Regions from separate parts of the Pan troglodytes genome. Here region 2 is linked to region 1. Evidence: chromatin contacts called from public HiChIP or PLAC-seq data. All regions are on one chromosome and are shown on one strand. Each heading gives the region's core, a stretch centred on a gene start, on an enhancer-like site or on the middle of the called end of the contact. The rest is flanking DNA. Distances are from core to core; before and after follow the strand shown. Region 1 holds the start of NFATC3 (nuclear factor of activated T cells 3). Region 2 holds the start of ESRP2 (epithelial splicing regulatory protein 2).

Region 1 (3,760 bases), core at 822-3,321:
AATATCAAAATGGCTTTTGCGTATGGTAAAGATCATTAAAAATTTTTTCATAGCTTTGAAATGTTACTCAGTATTTTGGTTGTATATACAATTCCTACTTATGTAGTCACACAATTCCTTTATTATTCATATGTGTGGTTAACACCCTTATCGATCATATATTTGTATATATGCTCTAATCAAGTTTGTGCCCAATAAAATTTGCTGACATCATCAACTGTTTATCTTTTACAATAAAAATACTCAAACAAGCTGTTTTTCTTTCAAGTCCCGATAATCTAGATACAATTCAATGCTACACTCTCCACAAATGCCACTTTTCCTGTTTCTTCCTCTACTATAAAATGCATCACCATTCACAGACTTCCTAGTAGTACAGTTATTACTTGGACTATGTGTCTCCTCCAACTATTTCCCAAACTCCTTGAAAAGCCTCAGTCCTCTGCCTCATCATAACACTACAGGGTCCGTAAGAGTGGTTCGACGTAATAGGTGCTCAAATTATGTTAATGGAATTGAAAATAAACGCAGCCAACACATAACTATTATAAATTATGTACTACAGTGAAAAAGACATCTAGCATATGAAGACTAAAAGGACCGATAAAATAAGTACCGCCTAGAGAATCCTCATGCCTCACGTTCAGGTATGTTTTTCAATGCAACTCTACAGAACAGTCTACTGAACATCAAACATGAACATTAAGAAATTCACCTCATACCAGGCAAGAAAAAATAGGGATTACTCTTATCCATTTCCTTTTTGAAGTTCGTATGCATATGTAACAAGGAAACTGAACTTAATGAACCACAGTATTCCAAACCAGGTCACAAAAGAGCTCTAAGTCCCCAGTCATCCTGTTTCTATTTCCTGATTGGTCTGACCTGCAAGCATGATGGTGCCCAGCTTTCCCAATTCAAGATTTCCTTTAAAATATCTTCCAAGGAGAGATTTTTCTTTAAATAAAAATCGACTTCTAGAACTTTCTAGGAAAATTATGAAAAAACCCACTATTAAAAAAAAAAAATCTTCCGGAACACTTTATTCAAGTAAGGAAATCCAGTTTCCAGAAAAGTCCCGTTACAGTTACACTTCGAATTAATTGTGGGTCATAAACTTGCACGAGTGGACGTTAACTCGAAAGCATTACTCTTCTAGCAAAGTAGACTTAAAAAAAACACGCGCCTGATTTTTAGAGGGGTCCTACCGTTGAAAAATTAGCATCTTTCAAACTGAAATTTCAAGAAACGACCTAGAATAGATGAAAAACCCAGTGCGCTAACAATTCACAGGGACAACATTTTCCTTGCAACACACTGGCAAAGCAGCGACAACCAGACGCCACTTGGGCAGCAGCCCGGACCCTGGGCCTCCAAACCCCGATCGTCCCGGAGTCGAGTTCCCCACTAGTTTGCTTCCAGCCAAGCCCGCCACCACTTCCACGTCGCAGCGACCCACACGCCTCCTCAGCGATTTAAATCCGTTTTTAACTCACCACACACACGCGCGCGCACACACACACAGGGTTATCGGTCTCCGGTCATCCAAGGGAACAGGGAGGGAGCGAGAGATCCTGCGAGCGAGAAGCGGGGTCGCTCCACGGTCCCGCCTGGCCCGGCACCCACCTGCAGGCCGCGAGCCCGGGGGCGGCGGCGCCGGCGCCCCGTCCTCGCCAAAGACGAGTTTGAAGTCGAGCTCGTCGTGGGCGCCACAGTTTGCAGTAGTCATCGGCGTGGCCCAGGGTGCTGCAGCTCCTCCTCAGGCGGCGGCGGCGGCGGCAGCGGCAAGCGGCGGCAGCAGCTCCTCAACGCCGCTTCATGCCGGGCCGCGCGGGCCAAGAGGTCGCGACTCCACGGCAAACTTTCCGGGCGGGGCCCGCGACGCCGAGCGTTCCGTTCCGAAAGCTGGCCGCGCGCCGAGCAGCACCAGGAACCGCAGCCGCCCGCCACCGGTGCCTAAGCCTCCACTGTCGCCTTAGCCAATGTTCCCCGCCGCCCCGCAACAGTCGCCGCCGCCGCCGCCGGGGGCGCGCTCTCGCGCCCTGCCGCGCGCCCTGCCGCGCGCCCGGCCCCGCCCCCTACGCGCGCCCACCCTGCCTGGCTGCCGATTGGCCACTAACACGGCGAACAGGCGCCGGGCCCCGCCCCCTCACAGGCCTATCGCGTAACTCGGTCTCCGCGAGAAGGAAGTCACGTGAACACGCAGGGCCCCCCCCCCCCCCCCCCCGAAGAGCCCAGCTACCTCTCGGGAATTGTAGTTTGGCCTGTATTCCCCCGGCGATTCCTTCTAAACCAGACGAGAGAAGGCCGTTAGCCTCTCTAATTGGATAGGGGACCACCACCGGCCAATGGAGAAGACCCTTCTCCTCATTGGGCGGAGCTCATGTCGAGGAAGGGGTGCTGAAGCACTGAGGTTCTGGGTTCGGTGATGTGGGGGCGCATCGTGTTACTCCTGATGGCTGGCTCTAGGGAAAGCATCAGGGCCCCGCAGAGTTACCTGGACGCCGCCCACATCCTCATCCCCCCACCTCAACTTTAATGGCTGAGTCTCCAGAGGGCAGGGACCGGACCGAGAGTCCAGCTAGGTTGGGGTGGAACCGAAGGAGACAGATTGCGCGACAAGTCCGGACTCTGAGCTCGCGGTCGCCGCAGGCCCACCCTCTGCGGGGCGGAGCTTTCGCCCCGGTGGCTGCGTCTTTGTCCCCACTAGCGGGCCCCCGCAGCTGCTCCCTTGACAGCATGCGCGTTTGAGGCCTCGGCGAACCCCAATGGGCAGGGCCTGTCCCTTGCTGGAAATTGAGTAGATTGAGCGGGAAAGCCCGTTGTGAGCTCGTGCCAATCACAGCTCTGTGCTCTCTGCATCCTGCTGCATATCCATGACAGCGGGAGGGATGGAGCCGCCTAAATTGGGTGGCTGGCAGTGGAGAAGAAGTGACACTGCCTAAAGAACCGTTTTCGTGATCTGCCCCTCCCGAGCAAGCTAGCCTTCCCGAGATGGCCCAAGACGCCTCCTCCTGGGGTCTGGGGTGAAGGCCGTCCTTGGGGACTGGGAGCCTGGCTTGTTTACCTAAGGCTCCGCTGAGGCGCAAGGTGGACAGGGACGTGAGAGAAGTAGGGTGACCGCCTCCCCTAGCTCCGTGCCCCGGGCATAGGGCCCACAGGGCATAGCATCCCTAGATGCGCGTTGCTGGAGGAACCCAGGGCGCTGTCAGAGGCTTGGGTGCAGGTGCGCCCAAAAATGCTGCCCTCTCAGAGGCTACAATAGGTTGTTTAAAAAAAAAAAAAGGAAAGAAAAAAAAAAGAAATGCCGCTCTCACAAGGCCTACAGCACATTCCACACCGCCCACAAAGGCCAGTGGGAAGAGAGGGTAAAGGGAAGCTCTTTGCAGAGGTCTCAATGTCTGGACTGACACTTGAGCTACCAGGGAGCCAAACTAGACCTTGGGTCAGGAAGACAGGGAATGTCCAGGGCATCCAAGACGTTCATCTTGTATTGGTTCATTTCTGCCCAGTGTTTTGTACCGGTACCTGTGCTGTTCCTGGGGATTCAGAGATAAAGTCTCCCTTCAGGGGTAGAGGAGAGGGGACCAGCAAATCTATAATTACTGTACAAAGAGATAAGGGTTGTGCCAGGAGCTCAGAGACAGTTCATAAGCCTGCTAGCTGCAGGGCCTTGACAGGGGTTAGTAGGAACCGGAGTGACAGACAAGAAGTGAGCAAGTTTCATTCCAGGCAGAGAACAGATTTCCAAAGACTTGAT
Region 2 (3,760 bases), core at 686-3,185, 160 kb before region 1:
TGGGGTGGCCCGGGACATAAGGAGGGTCGCTGAGAGCGGGGACGGGTCTGGGCAGGCGAGTGTGGATCTCCGCGGTGATCCCCAGCGTCGAATCCTCTTCCACTGCGAGATCTTTCTTGGTAGCGAAGGGAAGGAGGGAGGGCGTTTTCGCACCACTCCTAGACGCCCTGGAGGTTCCAGGAGACCCGCCACGCTTCCCGCCTCCCACCCTGTATCTGCCCGGGCTTTCATGTCCCCGAAGCAACAGCGCCGGCTGCCTTTAGGAGTGCAGCCCAGGCAGGCCTGAGGGCCAAGGTGAGGGTAAAATTTCGCGAGTATGAGGCCCACGGAACCCAGTTCTTTCTTCCAAATATCTGGCACGCGGTTTTGAGAAAGGCGGCTGACCTCAGGCGGCCTGGGCCGCCGGGGCCTTGCTTACCTCTCTGCCGTACCAATCTCCTATTCATTAATTCATGAACCCCAGGGGAGCGAGGAGTCGGGTGGGGGTGGGGGACAATTTTTAGAGAAGTACAGAAATCTCAAACTACAGAAGGTACCCCTGCGGAAGGTAGAAAATCTGGAGGAAGGCCGGGAGCGGTGGCTCATGCCTGTAATCCCAACACTTTGGGAGGCCGAGGCGGGCGGATCACGAGGTCAGGAGTTCGAGACCAGCCTGTTCAATATGGGGAAATCCCATCTTTATTAAAAATACAAAAATTAACCCGGCATGGTGGCGCGCGCCTGTAGTCCCAGCTACTCGGGAGGCTGAGGCAGAGGCAGAGGCAGAGGAATCGCGTCAACCCAGGAGGCGGAGGTTGCAGTGAGCCGGGATCATGCCATTGCACTCCAGCCTGGGGGACAGAGCGAGACTCTGTCTCAAAAAAAAAAAAAAAAAAATTCTGGAGGAAGAGCTGGAGCCCTAGATAGAGAAGGGGCAGGGCTGGAGAGGAGGAAAGGGCACAGATGAGACCCTACTGCAAAGGCCTGTGTCTTACCATTGCTGAAATACCCTGTGGCAGAAGAAGCTAGCCTTAGACAACAGTTCATTCATTCAGTGACAGGCGTTGGGGGTAAGCCTCTATCTTCGAGGATAGGATGATGGAGCGGGGAGACAATACACGATTAATAAATCGTGTTATAAGTTGGTTAAGTTGGGGGGTTGGGGGGCAGAAAGCAATGAGGGTCGGTTGGGGTCAGGAGTGTGGGTTGTTTAGTAATAATGGGGTGATCTGGAAGGACTCATCTGAAGATGAGTAAGGGATCTCAGCAAAACAGGACCCCATCCTCCTGCCCAGTATTTAAACGAATTTGGTTTTTAAAGAAGAATCCAAGGGTTGGAGCTGAGTGCACGGTAGCTCATGCCTATAATTCTAGCCCTTCGGGAGGCCGAGGTGGGCGGAGTTCGAGACCAGCCTGGTCAACATGGCGAGACCCCGTCTCTGCAAAAAATACAAAAATTAGCCAGGCGTGGTGGCTCACGCCCGTAATCCCAGCACTGGGAGGCCGAGGCGGGTGGATCACCTGAGGTCAGGAGTTCGAGACCATCCAGCCTGATCAACATGGTGAAACCCCGTCTCTACTAAAAAAATACAGGCGTGGTGGTGCACGCCTGTAATCCCAGCTACTTGGGAGGCTGAGGCAGGAGAATCGCTTGAACCCAGGAGGCGGAGGTTGCAGTAAGCCGAGATCGCGCCATTGCACTCCAGTCTGGGCAACAAGAGCAAGACTCCGTCTCAAAGAAAAGAATAATAAAAATTAAAAAAATAAAATAAAATAAAAAGAATCTAAGTTGCAGGAGTTGTCTTGCTATGGGGGCAGCCGGATGGGCATCCGGGGTAGTTTAGGGGAGCCGCACTGTGCTACCAGCCCGTGCCTCAGGTTCACGACCCAGCGGCGACTTGGACACGCATAAGCGCGTCTTCCGTGGGAAAGCGCTCAGGACTGCCAGAGACGCCACAATGGAGCAGTCACCTCGCGAAGGTGGCTTCCGGGAAGAGCGGGCGTCGAGACTCAGGCTGAAGAGGAAAAAGGGCCTAGAGGCTGCACAGATGAGGTCGCCAGGAGGGGCGAGAAGGAGACCGAGTAGCGCCCAGACCTCCGGGCGGGGACGCTGTGACCCTGTGCTGTAAGAGTGGAACCCAGACAGGAGCCAAGGAGGAAGCGACGTGCTTCTGTGGAGCTTCAGGAATGCGGCGGTTAGGGCCACTGGTTTAGGGGAGTTGGCTGGAAGGGCGTGGCCGGAGGAAGGGCCGCCTCCACCAGGCGCAGGCGCGCTACCGGGCGGGAGGGGGAGGAGCGTTACTCGCGGTTGCGCCCCGCCCCGCGAACAAATATTTGACATTCCAGGCTTATCGGGAGGAGGGGCCCGAGGAGCAACGTTCTCCCTTCCCCCGCGCCTGATTCGCTTACCGCTTCCGGGGGAGGAGACGCATGGGCCAGTGCCCGGGTGGGCGGTCCGGAGATGGACAGCCGCGCACCAAGGCCCGCCTCCGCCTGTAGGGAAAGTAAAGTGCTACTCGCTCGAACCCGCCGGGCGAAGGAAGCACTTCCCATGCTCTCCCTGTCGCCGTGTCCGGGCGCGAGTCATTTCCGTCCCGGGCGCCTGTTTCTTTAGCTGCCAAGTGGAGCTACGCTGAGCTCTCTCCCCCCGGGCCTCGCCCCTTTCCCGGGCATGAGTTCTGCTGATGCGCCCGGGTGCCCTGCTCTCTCCATTGTCCAGGGGCCGGGCCGCAGCACCCTCCTTGTCCGAAAGCGCGTGGTGCGGCTCCCGTCTCAGTCTCGAGTCGGGCTAGGCAACCGCGTGACTCAGTTCCCGCCACGCTGGAGCCCCCTCCTTCCTGCTGGATTATTCAGTTTCTCAGTCACTTATTCAGTTTCTCAGTCACCTCCCTGGGAGAGTTTGGGAAAGTAAGGAACGGCCGGGAAACGCGCCATAAAGGAGCCTCACCAAGCTCCACTGGGCAAAGGGAGGAATGGGAGCCCCAAATGTGGGGCTGTCAATTGGGTTGTAGGTGCGGGATGGAAAAGGGAGGATCTGCAGCCCGCATGCGCGCACACACGCTCAACGCTAGCCCCCCATCGGCCAGAGCGCTCGCAATCTCCAGGCAGCTTCTCCACCGTCCAGAAAGGGACGAAAGCAGGCAGGCCCCCACACGTGGGGTAGGAGTGAGGCTCCAGGCCCGTTCTACCCCTCTCAGCCTCGTCTAGGGTGCAGCTCTCTGGGATTTGGGGGGTTCCTTTCCCCAGCATTGAGGCCTGCCCACTCCCAACCCACAACGACCGCGCTCTGGCACTTCTCAGTGCCAGGCTAGCGCTCGGCCCTAGCATCTGCGTGGACAAGCCCTTCCCTGTGATCCCTGGTGACCACCCCACAGCTCTAACAACGCTGATGTTCCCGCCGCCCTCCCCTTTCCCAGGTGACTTCTGGTGATCCCCCTACAGGGTGATACCCGGCAACTCTCACCGCCCCCTTGACCCTTTGACTTCCATCAACCCCAGACCTGCCGTGTTGACCCCCACAGCCCCTAGACTGCCTCCTGGTGACTTCCATACTGGAGAAGGCCTCTGTCTTGCACGCTCCTTTGCAGAGGCCTGACGGCCCCTGGGGAAGAGTGGGGGGAGAGCGGAAGAATGGGATAGCCCCCAAAATCAGGCAGGACCAGCCCTGGAAGTAGGAATCCGGATCCTAAGCGTGCGCCCAGGCCGGGAGCGTGAGCTCTTGCGTCCTGGGTTGGGTTCTGGCGGCCCTCCCCCAAGGTTCCCGGAGCCGCCCCGGTCACGT

What was found. HiChIP or PLAC-seq counts read pairs in DNA pulled down with a chosen protein or histone mark.
Region 2: an H3K4me3 HiChIP or PLAC-seq map of stem cell-derived excitatory neurons shows a contact between it and region 1, with 5 times the contacts expected there. The contact joins the promoter of ESRP2 here to the promoter of NFATC3 in region 1. A contact is called at or near these places in 3 of 7 Hi-C or Micro-C datasets (induced pluripotent stem cells and stem cell-derived neural progenitor cells), 1 of 1 datasets of contacts at active chromatin or transcription factors (stem cell-derived excitatory neurons) and 1 of 1 other capture datasets (stem cell-derived neural stem cells).

What each region holds. Positions count from the first base shown.
Region 1 is chr18:66,125,626-66,129,385 of NHGRI_mPanTro3-v2.0_pri, reverse strand. NFATC3 (nuclear factor of activated T cells 3) reads right to left here and starts at 2,071. Exons shown (of 10, transcript XM_001167633.8): 1 at 1,627-2,071. The coding sequence starts at 1,729.
Region 2 is chr18:66,281,900-66,285,659 of NHGRI_mPanTro3-v2.0_pri, reverse strand. ESRP2 (epithelial splicing regulatory protein 2) reads left to right here and starts at 1,935. Exons shown (of 15, transcript XM_063797308.1): 1 at 1,935-2,174.